Linked DNA regions of Mus musculus: region 1 is linked to region 2. A link is a contact called in public Hi-C data. All regions are on one chromosome and are shown on one strand. Each heading gives the region's core, a stretch centred on a gene start, on an enhancer-like site or on the middle of the called end of the contact. The rest is flanking DNA. Distances are from core to core; before and after follow the strand shown. Region 1 holds the start of Pramel1 (PRAME like 1). Region 2 has its middle 14 kb from the start of Nans.

Evidence for each region. Hi-C and Micro-C count contacts between places; a contact is called where the count stands out from the background.
Region 1: a Hi-C map of embryonic stem cells shows a contact between it and region 2, with 5 read pairs. The contact joins the promoter of Pramel1 here to the enhancer-like site in region 2. A contact is called at or near these places in 3 of 39 promoter capture datasets (cranial neural crest, embryonic stem cells and second pharyngeal arch cranial neural crest) and 1 of 484 Hi-C or Micro-C datasets (embryonic stem cells).

Annotation. Positions count from the first base shown.
Region 1 is chr4:143,392,814-143,397,574 of GRCm38.p6, forward strand. It overlaps Pramel1 (PRAME like 1), which reads left to right and starts at 1,628. Exons shown (of 4, transcript NM_031377.2): 1 at 1,628-1,730; 2 at 3,617-3,934; 3 at 4,237-4,761. The coding sequence starts at 3,642.
Region 2 is chr4:46,473,037-46,477,840 of GRCm38.p6, forward strand. No RefSeq gene overlaps it. Among named protein-coding and RNA genes, the nearest start is that of Nans, 14 kb to the right of the region's middle. Within about 2 kb of position 2,230, at least 19 of the 459 cell types and tissues checked have an H3K27ac peak or open chromatin away from gene starts, as enhancers often do. A contact at or near this core is called in embryonic stem cells, where this site is marked.

The DNA.
Region 1 (4,761 bases), core at 378-2,877, about 97 Mb after region 2:
AATCTGGTTTTTATCTTTACTATCTTAAAGTGGTTAAAGAATTCTGCAAGAAAAATGCCACGTATCAGTTGTTTTTTTTTAATTTTTTTTTATTTGAGGGTCTCATGTAGCCCAGGCTGGACTGTTACTATTGTAGCTCAGCCTGTCCTGGAACTCCAGATTTTTTTCCTTCTATGTAGCAGGGTGGTTTGTGCCCACTATGCCCGGCTACTTTTTATTTTTCTGTGAAATAGACTAACCCTTTGCTATCTTTCTTCCCAACTGTTGCAGTCAACATATTGAAAAATCTGTTTGTGGGGTGAATCCATGATTGAGCCTTGACTTTAACCCCATCTTAATTCTTCCCTTGTGGGGAGAACACAGATCAGACTCACTTTGTGTGTGTGTGTGTGTGTGTGTGTGTGTGTGTGTGTGTGTATCAGAGTGCCTTTATATTGTTCTAGGCCTTGCTGTGTAGAGACCTGGATTGCCCCAAACTCATCCTAACCTCCTGCCTCTGCCTCCAGAGTGCATAACCACAGCCCCATCTTCTCTTTTTTTCTCTTCTTCCTCTTCTTCCTCCTCCTCCCCTCCTCCCCCTCTCTTCCTCCCTCCCTCCCTCTCTTTTATAGGCAGGGTCTCATCAAGTACATCAAGTAGTCTAGGTTGGAGCCTGGAAGTCAATATTTAGTTATCCCGGGCCTAAAGTCACAGAGATTCTTCTGCCTCTGCCTCCTGAGTGTTGGAATTAAAGGTACGCACTACTACAGTCCCGCCCTTTGTGTGTGTGTGTGTGTGTGTGTGTGTGTGTGTGTGTGTTTCATCCAGTAGTCTTGGCCAGGGCCTCAGGGCCTGGAATTTAATATTTAATTAAGAAAATGCTGGGCCTAAAGTCAGAAATCCTCCTGCCTCTGCCTTTTGAGTGAAGAATTAAAGGTGGGCAATACCATAGCCACACTTTAATTTCTTTTTTCTTTTCGGTTTTTTTTTTTTTTTTTTTTTTTTTTTTGGAGACAGGGTTTCTCCGTATAGCCCTGGCTGTCCTGGAACTCACTCTGTAGACTAGGCTGGCCTCGAATTCAGAAATCCACCTGCCTCTGCCTCCCAAGTGCTGGGATTAAAGGCGGGTGCCACCACTGCGGCTTAATTTTATTATTATTTTTTAAGGCAGGGTCTTATCCAGTAGCCTTGGTTGGAGCCTGGAAGTCGATATTTAGTTAGACACAATACTGGGCCGAAAGTTAGGGATCCTCCTGCCTCTGCCTCCTGAGTGCTGGAATTAAAGATGGATACCAGCACCAACGCAGCAATCCCCCCTACCGCCCCCGCCTTATTTTCAAACATGGACTCATCCAGTAGTCTTAGCCAGAGCCTGGGAAATCGATATTTAGTTAGCGAAGAAAGGCCGGGCCTAAAGTCACAGAGATGCACCTGCCTCAGCCTCCTGGCCAACGCTGTAAGTCTCCCTCCACATCCGGCTCTAGATTCAAAAAAGCGTTGGAGGAGTGGGGGGGCGAAATCCCGTGAAAGTGGGCGGAGCCTGAGACGTCCAATCAAGTGGCGGCTTGTATGGGGGGCGGGGCCCGAGCTTATTTCAGCGGCGTGGGAGCAGAACGTTGTGTTAAAGCTTCGGCGGCCACGAGAGCGAGCGCTTCCTGTCAGGTCTCTGTGAGTTTGAGGCCAGCGGGGGAGACAGAGGGACCGGAGGGCTCCGGGGCGGCTCGGAGACATCTTGCTTCTGTCCATCTCTGGTAAGCCATTTTGTCCCTCAGTAGCAGCAGCAGCGGGCGAGGCCGGAGGATCGCTTCAACCCTTGGTAAAAAAAAAAAAAAAAACAACAAAATAAACGCCCCACTCCGTGCCATCACCCCGTGCTCTTCCAGACACGTCGGGGAGACTTGACTAACGGGTGCGCTGACAGGATAAGGCCGTTCTTTCTCACTCTGCTTTTTTTTGAAGTAGGCCTTCGTCTGTGAGGGCCCCAGGGCCCGCCAGGAAATCAGTGCGTCGTTTCGGGCTTCAAACACTTCCGGCATGCTAGGATTAAGTGCCGAGTTATCGAGCCTGTGTGACTGACTGAAGAATAACTTGAGTGTGGCTAGGATTAGGAGTGTGTGCTCGCACACCTTGTTTATCAATGCATTCCATCAGCCAGGTTGCTTCCCCCCCCAGTCAGAGATTGCTTCTTTTGAACTTTGCCACCCCCACCCCCCCCCAAGGCTAACAACCGTTTTAATTCGAAGTTCCTCACTAGATCGGGCCTTCCGAGAGGATGGGGGTAGGCTGGGCCCTTAGGCAGTCATCTGGGCATCTGGCCTAGATGGGTGGGTCACATCCTGCGTTAGATTCATTACATTTACGAAGTAGTAGTGAAATGCTTTTAAGGGTGTGGGTGTGTGTGTGTGTGGGGTCCCAGCATTAGGAAGGTTTGAGAATTGCTGTGCAAAGCTGGGTGGGTGGTGGTGGCTCCAGCACTCAAGAGGCAAAGGGCCAGCCTGGTCTATAGTAAGCCAAACTTGGGTAGAGTCACTCATGACTTTGATTTCTTGTTGGAGTACTGTCTGAGATGGGTAGATATTTATTCATATTCTCTCAATTTACTAGGCAGACCAGGTTAGATGGCATAGGGTTTTAATGAGTTGTAGACAGACTTTTTAAAAGTGGGCATAGTGCCAAATGCCCTTTGGGGAGGTGGGTGGAGGTTGGTTTGGGGTTTTTTTGAGGCAGGGTTTCTGTGTATATCCACCATGGCTGTCCTGTGCCAACACACTGGGCAGCCTGGAACTTATGTAGATCCCTCTACCTTAGTTTTGAGTGTTCTGATGATAATGTGAGTCACCGCTCTAGACTTAGAAGAAACTTTTCTCCTACAGAAATTCAACCCTTGGCATTTAAAGTTTTTAGTCAGGTGTGATGGTGAATACCTTTAACCCCAGCACTTGGGAAGCAGAGACAGGAGGATCTCTGAGTTCAAGGCCAGCCTAGTGGACTACAGAGTGAGTTTCAGGTCAGGTTGGGAAACCATGTCTACAAACAAACAAAGAAAGAAAAAACCAAAACAAACAACATAACAAGTGATAAAATGTTTGAAGTTTAGTGATAGTGGCTCATTAGTAAAAATGCCCTAACATGTATGATACTCATGTTCAGTGCTAAGTGCTACAGAATAAACATTTACTCAAATATTTCCTTCTTTCTAATAGTTATTGCTATTTCCCCGACCCCATGCTCCCAAAGCTGACCCCCAACTGAATGTATATCTCTGCCTCCTCAGTGCTGGGGTGGCATCTGCCATCCCTACCACCTGCTGCCATACAGGATCTTGAATGACACATTTCCTTCAGAGAGCTGGAGTTTAACTTCTAGGATGCACAGGACTCAGTTCCTGCTGGGAGTGGAATCCATTGCCTAAACTGGAAATGGGTGGTAATAAGATGTACTGTGGCAGTGGATATTTGAGACCATAGTCCTGGGGCCAACAGGGAGTGGGATGGTGTTGTGGTCAGTGTAGCACAGAGTAGAAGGAACTAGATTGAGGTCTCTGTCACTCTTGGAACAGTGACTGTGACCCTGACCTAGCTCCTGTCTCGGGTGAGGTGAGTCTCAGCACTTATCTTTTTTCTAAATGTTGCCCCAGGAATCCTTCCTGAAGATCCATCAGGATGAGCTGCAAGACTCCACCCACACTCCAGGAACTGGCAGAGAACAGCCTCCTGAAGAACCAGGACTTGGCTATCTCTGCTCTGGATGACATACCCTCACTTTTCTTCCCATCACTGTTCAAAAAGGCCTGCAGAAATAGATATGTTGGGATCATAAAGGCGATGGTGCAGGCGTGGCCCTTCCCCTGTCTTCCTCTGGGGGCCATGATCAGTAGGAAGACTGCCTACAGGAGAATCTTAGAGATTATCCTGTATGGGCTTGATGCCTTGCTTTCCCAGAAAGTTCCCCACAGGTGAGTGAAACCCAGAAGGGAATACAAGCAGAGACAGTTGGGGTCAGGTTGAATGGGGGAGACAAGGTAGACAAGGATGGAAGGGAGGCTTTTGATGGCCCCAGCTTGGAGAGCTACAGGGGCTTTTTGGCCATTGCTGAGCCATCTGGGAAAGGACTGTGGAGTGTGCAGGGTTTATCAGCAGTGGCTGAAGTACTCTGCCCCTGTTTCCCATGGGGACTGGACTGGATTCATGGACAAGGGCATGAGAGTCAGAATGTGGTAAATGCCTAGGTGCTGAGACTCTTCTGTTTCACCCACAGCAGGTGCAAGCTGCAAGTGCTGGATTTACGGGTTATGCCTTTGAAGCTGTGGAACAGGTTGCCTGTGTTTGGGACTGCTGGCTGCAGTGAGAATCCAGCAGTGGTGGGCCATTCGGGAACAGAGGTGAAACAGCCAGTGAAGGTGCTGGTAGACTTGGTCCTCAAGGAAAGCCCACTAGATTCCACAGAGTCCTTCCTCGTTCAGTGGGTGGATAACAGGAATGGTTTGGTGAGTTTGTGCTGTTGCAAGCTGCAGATCTGGGCTATGTCCATGTATTACCACAGAAAACTTTTGGAGATTTTGGATCTGGACTCTGTCCAGGAGCTGCGTATGTACTGCATCAGTAATCCTGTCTGCCTGCTTAACTTCGCCCCTTACTTGGGTCGCATGAGGAACCTGCGCTGCCTCATCCTCTCTCACCTCTGGCAGACCTTCTCGATGACCCCGGTGGAGAAGCAGCAGGTTATTACCCAGTTCACGTCTCAGTTCCTCAAACTGAAATGCCTCCAGATCCTGCATCTGGA
Region 2 (4,804 bases), core at 980-3,479:
CAGATGACTTGACAAGCCTCAGTGTGGGTGACCCATGCTCCCATGGACAGGAAATACTCTAGGTAAAAAAGTAGACCTCACCAAGACTAGAGCATGTGTGTTAGGCTGATGGCTGGCCTGTCTTGACCGCCGCTTGTCAAGACGGGAATTCTGACATAAGCCTTGCCAACAGGCAGCAGGTCTTGTGATCAGCTCAGTCACTCTGAAGGTGGGCACGTGCTCTGTTCTCGTGGGCTTGGGGGGAGAGTGGTGTTCTGCAGTGTGTTAGAATGCTTGCTGCACAATCATGAGGGCCAGGGTTGGGATCCTACTGCCCACATAACAAGCAGGGAGTCCTGCAAAACTGCCTGTGATGGCAGCCCAGGGTATTAGATGCTCTCTCCTGGCCTGTGAACACAAGCTTCCCTCCCTCCCTCCCTCCCTCCCCACCACCTCCACACAACCTCAGGCACATAGTTTGTAAACCCTGTCAAATACCAAAACCAGAAACTGGGTGATTGTTTTAGAAGTTCATGCAACTTTGCAATGTCTGCCCTCGGGTGTGTCAGGCTCCTTAACTAGCAAGAAGTTAGCTTATAGAGAAAAGTCAGCCTTCAGTGTTCACAGTAAGAAGAAACGGCAGGGCTGGAGAGATGGCTTAGTGGTTAGGAGAACTTGGAGAGGGCCAGTGTTGGGTTCCCAGCACCCATGTGATTGCTCACAACTGTCCCATGACTGCAGACACTAGGTACACAAGTGCATACAAGACCGCATACACAAAATCTTTTAGAAACAGAATAGGGAGGGCCTGAGACAAGGAAGGGCCATAGCAAATAGGTGAGAGGTGGTAGGGTGGGGTTGATAAGAACCTAAGATTTGACCAGGGACTTGGAATAGAGGGGTTGGCAGGTGGTGCTGGGGACCAGGTTGGATCCTTGCTACATGTTGGTCAAGGCTTTCCTGCATTTACTGTGGTATTTGGCCGCTTATGGCCATTCAGATTTTAGAGTCATCCTTAAGCCAGGACTTGGTTTCTGTCTTGATTTTCCTTTAAAACCAGGTCTACCAGAAGCCTCTTGATGTGATTGTAACATGAATGGGATTTAAGGCGCAGCTACCCTTTGCTGAAGAAAGTCATGAAGTTCTAGGAAGGAAGTGTTATGGGGAAACCATCATGGAGTGGCTTTTCTTCCAGCAGCTAGGAAATAGAAAGTCTGTGCTGGTTGGGAGCTGTGATGGCTAGCAGACCTGGCTTGTTGCAGTGGGCCCCTGGAGATCTAACTAACCATGGGCGTGCTTGAGTAAAATGCCAGCAGAGGTGAGGGGATAACTGAGACCTGTTGGAAGGACTTAGGTAAAAGGTCTGCCGTATACAAACCCTGTGTTCCTACCATGGCTGAACTGCTACAGGAATCCAGCCGCAGGGGTGATGTGTAGGAACTACAATCTTCCAGAGGATGGTGTAGATGCCGGAAACCCACATAATGATGACTCTTCAGGCTTGTACAATGAACAGCCGTCTGTCAGCCCTACACTCAGGCTTTGGGTACGATGGAACCTTCTTCGGTATTCCTTCCTGTTGAGGTGTACCACCCTAGCATCACAAGGGCTGTACAACCCGACCAAACACTGCCCTTTTCTGTGACCTTCAGCTTTCACACAGCCCTGTCAGGTTGTGCTGACATCAATTTTAATGAGGCTGATGATACTGCTGTGGTGAAGGTTTGGAAAGGAGTCAAGTTACCAGCCTGCTTCAAGGCTGCCAAGGAGTTGCAGGAAAACCAACATTGCAGTAAGCACAAAAGTCCTTCCCAGATCTGATGAAGGGATGGGAAGGCTGGGGGTTGTTTTCCCATAGAGGAAGGGGCTTGAAGACTGGGCGTATGTGTGAGCACTGTCCTCCAGTCTGGAGAAGCAAGGTCTCAGTGCCAGCGTGCTGAGTGTCGGACCCCTCAAACCACTTCCTCTTGAGCTAATAGATATTCCAGAGCTGTCCAGGACCCAGTGCAGACCATTCTGGATTCTGCCTGTCCAGCAGCGGGGGGATTTCTAGTGCCCTTCCCGCTCATCCAGAAGAGCAGCTAAGAGTTTCGGTTAGTGGGGGATATCACCTAAGCTTGAGTCTCACTGGGGAGAAAGGCAGGTCAGAAGTGGGTGGCCAGAAGACAAGACCAGACAAGGGCTGTGCTCTCCCCCAGCCTCCACCCCTCCTCCACACTAACCTACCCGCACCTCCTCCTCACTGACCCAGGGTGAAAGAGAATTTAGCATCACCAGTTAAGTTCATTGTGCTTATCTGTTGGGATTCTGGGCATAAATTAGCATGAACCGGATATTCTTTAACAGGTTGGCGAACAGGAGAAGGTGACTGGATCCTTGAGAATAATCTTAGCCTACCACTTCCCTGTAAACAATTAGTGAATCCCATTTGAGGTGCTGAAACAGACTTTCAAGGTAGCCACCTGGCCAGCTGATCGAAGATTCCAACTCAGCGCTCCATAATCCAAATTTGTTGCTTGGGCTCCTGGCTTCTGGGTCAATTCTTTTTGTTTTGTTTTGGAGGCTGGGTTTCTCTCTGTAGCCCTGGCTGTCCTGAAACGTACTTTGTAGAGCAGGCTGGTCTTGAACTCAGAGATCTCCTGCCTCTGCCTCCTGAGTGCTGAGATCACAGGTGTGTGCTGTCATGCCTGGCTCTGACTCAGTTCTGATGAGAAAGTTCTAGGGCTTTTTGTAATTAATGAATGAGGATGGATTTATGTTGCCCACGCTTTCAGATTTTGGCTCGTAATCTTTACTCTGTTGACACAGGGCCCTGGTGAACCTTAAGTGAAGGCCAGGGGAACTGTGTGGTGAAGGCTCCTCGCCTCACGAGGGGCTAAGAACTCAACGTTCACACTAGCTAGCAAGGCCTTGCTTCCAAAAGGTAAGGACTGGGAGAACAGGTGAAGGCTGTGGCGCTGGAGCCATGGGCCACTCAGGATGTGATTCAGTAGAAATACTGCTTGGACTGCCACCCTTCCTTGAGGTGGCCTGCAGAGGTGCCTTGGTGAACTCTGTTCTTCATCTGTAAAGTGGGGCTGTCCTTGGTGAGCCAGTGTGTTGACATGGCTATATACCTAAGGGGCACTGTGGAGAAGGGCTGGGGACAGTTCTTCCAAAGGACTTTTATTGGTAACAGACTTAGTGAGCATTCAGCCAAGCTTTGGGCATGTTCAGCCCTTAGTTTGTTGTTTTTTTTGTTTTTTGAGGCAGGGTTTCTCTGGGTAACCCTGGCTGACTGGGAACTCACTTTGTAGACCAGGCTGGCCTGGAACTCAGAAATCCACCTGCCTCTGCCTCCCAAGTGCTGTCCGTGGCATGCTATGGTTTACAGAGCTCTTTCAGACGGATTATCTGTTGTATGGAGATAGTGTGGGATTCTCACCTTCCAGATGAGGGAATTTAAAGCTCACGGAGACCTCTGTAGGGTCCCAGCACAGAACAAGGGCAAAGGCTCTGTCTACCTTGTGCCATTTCCAGGGAGAAACCAGTGTGTGTGTATGTCTGTATGTCTCTGAGTCTGTGTCTGTGTCAGTCTCTGTGTCAGTGTCCTGACACGGAGCGCCACCACACATGCTCCTGGCCTCCCTTTCCAGCCATTCCTTCTGCCACCTGCTTCCTCAGATCCTGGGGGTGGGGGTGGGGGTGGGGGTGTGGGGGGGGATCTGTTCGTTCCTAGGCACTTCACTTTAATTCATGCCTCCTCTGCAGTCTAGACACTTCCTCCATCAGCACAGGGACTCCCCCTCCACCCCTACCACACAGAGCAAAGGTATTAGCTCCACAAGATTCTTCAGGAAGCTTCTACAAGCCCCCCATCCAGCTGGGCGGTGGTGACGCACACCTTTAATCCCAGCACTTGGGAGGCAGAGGCAGGTCAGTCCAGGACAGTCAGGGCTATACGGAGAAACCCTGTCTCAAAAAACAAACAAACAAACAAACCAACCAACCAAGCCCCCTATCCTACCTATGCCCCAATGGTACCACCTCGGGTTCTCCCAGTCTTGCTCTCTTCCTTGTCTGATGGTTGAACACCACGGGCCATGTCTGCCTGTTGCTGGGTCTAGGATGCTGGCATGCACTTGCCTCTGGTCAAATGCAGTGGATTCCTGAGCCACCTTAGCAGACACCCTGTCTCGAAAAACAACAACAAAAACAAAAAGCAAAAAACAAAAATTCCTCCCTTTTAGAAGGATAGCAGCTATTTTGGATTAAGACCTACCCTAATGATCTTATATTAACTGATTTATTTTTATTTTATTTTATTTTTGTTACAGTGATCCTATTTCCAAATTGAGTTGCTTCCTGAGGTGCTGGGGTTAGGATTTCCATATGAGAATGTGAAGGTGACAGACATTAACCCAAAAACAAAACAAATGATTTTGAAAACAGCTCTCTCACATCTCCAGGTCAGGTGCTTGGAACACAATGTGGAAAGAAAAAAATGTTACCACTCTTTAGGGTAAAAGCTTGGACTCTGTCACCCCCACAGGTGAGGCACAACTCAGCCTTCCACCTCTGCTATAACCAAGGAGAAGAGTAAAAATAAGAGAGCGGTCCATTGGCCACACTGGGAAGAGAATAGATAACAGGATGTGTGACCCCAGGTTCCTCATCAGGGTCCTCACATGGGATTTGGATATAAGCAGTGGGCAAGAGATATACATGCTTAAGTAGTCTTGATTGAGATGTGGTATTTTGGGCTGAAGAGATGGCTCAGCGGTTAAGAGCACTGACTGCTCTTCCAGAGGGCCTGAGTTCAATTCCCAGCAACCACATGGTGGCT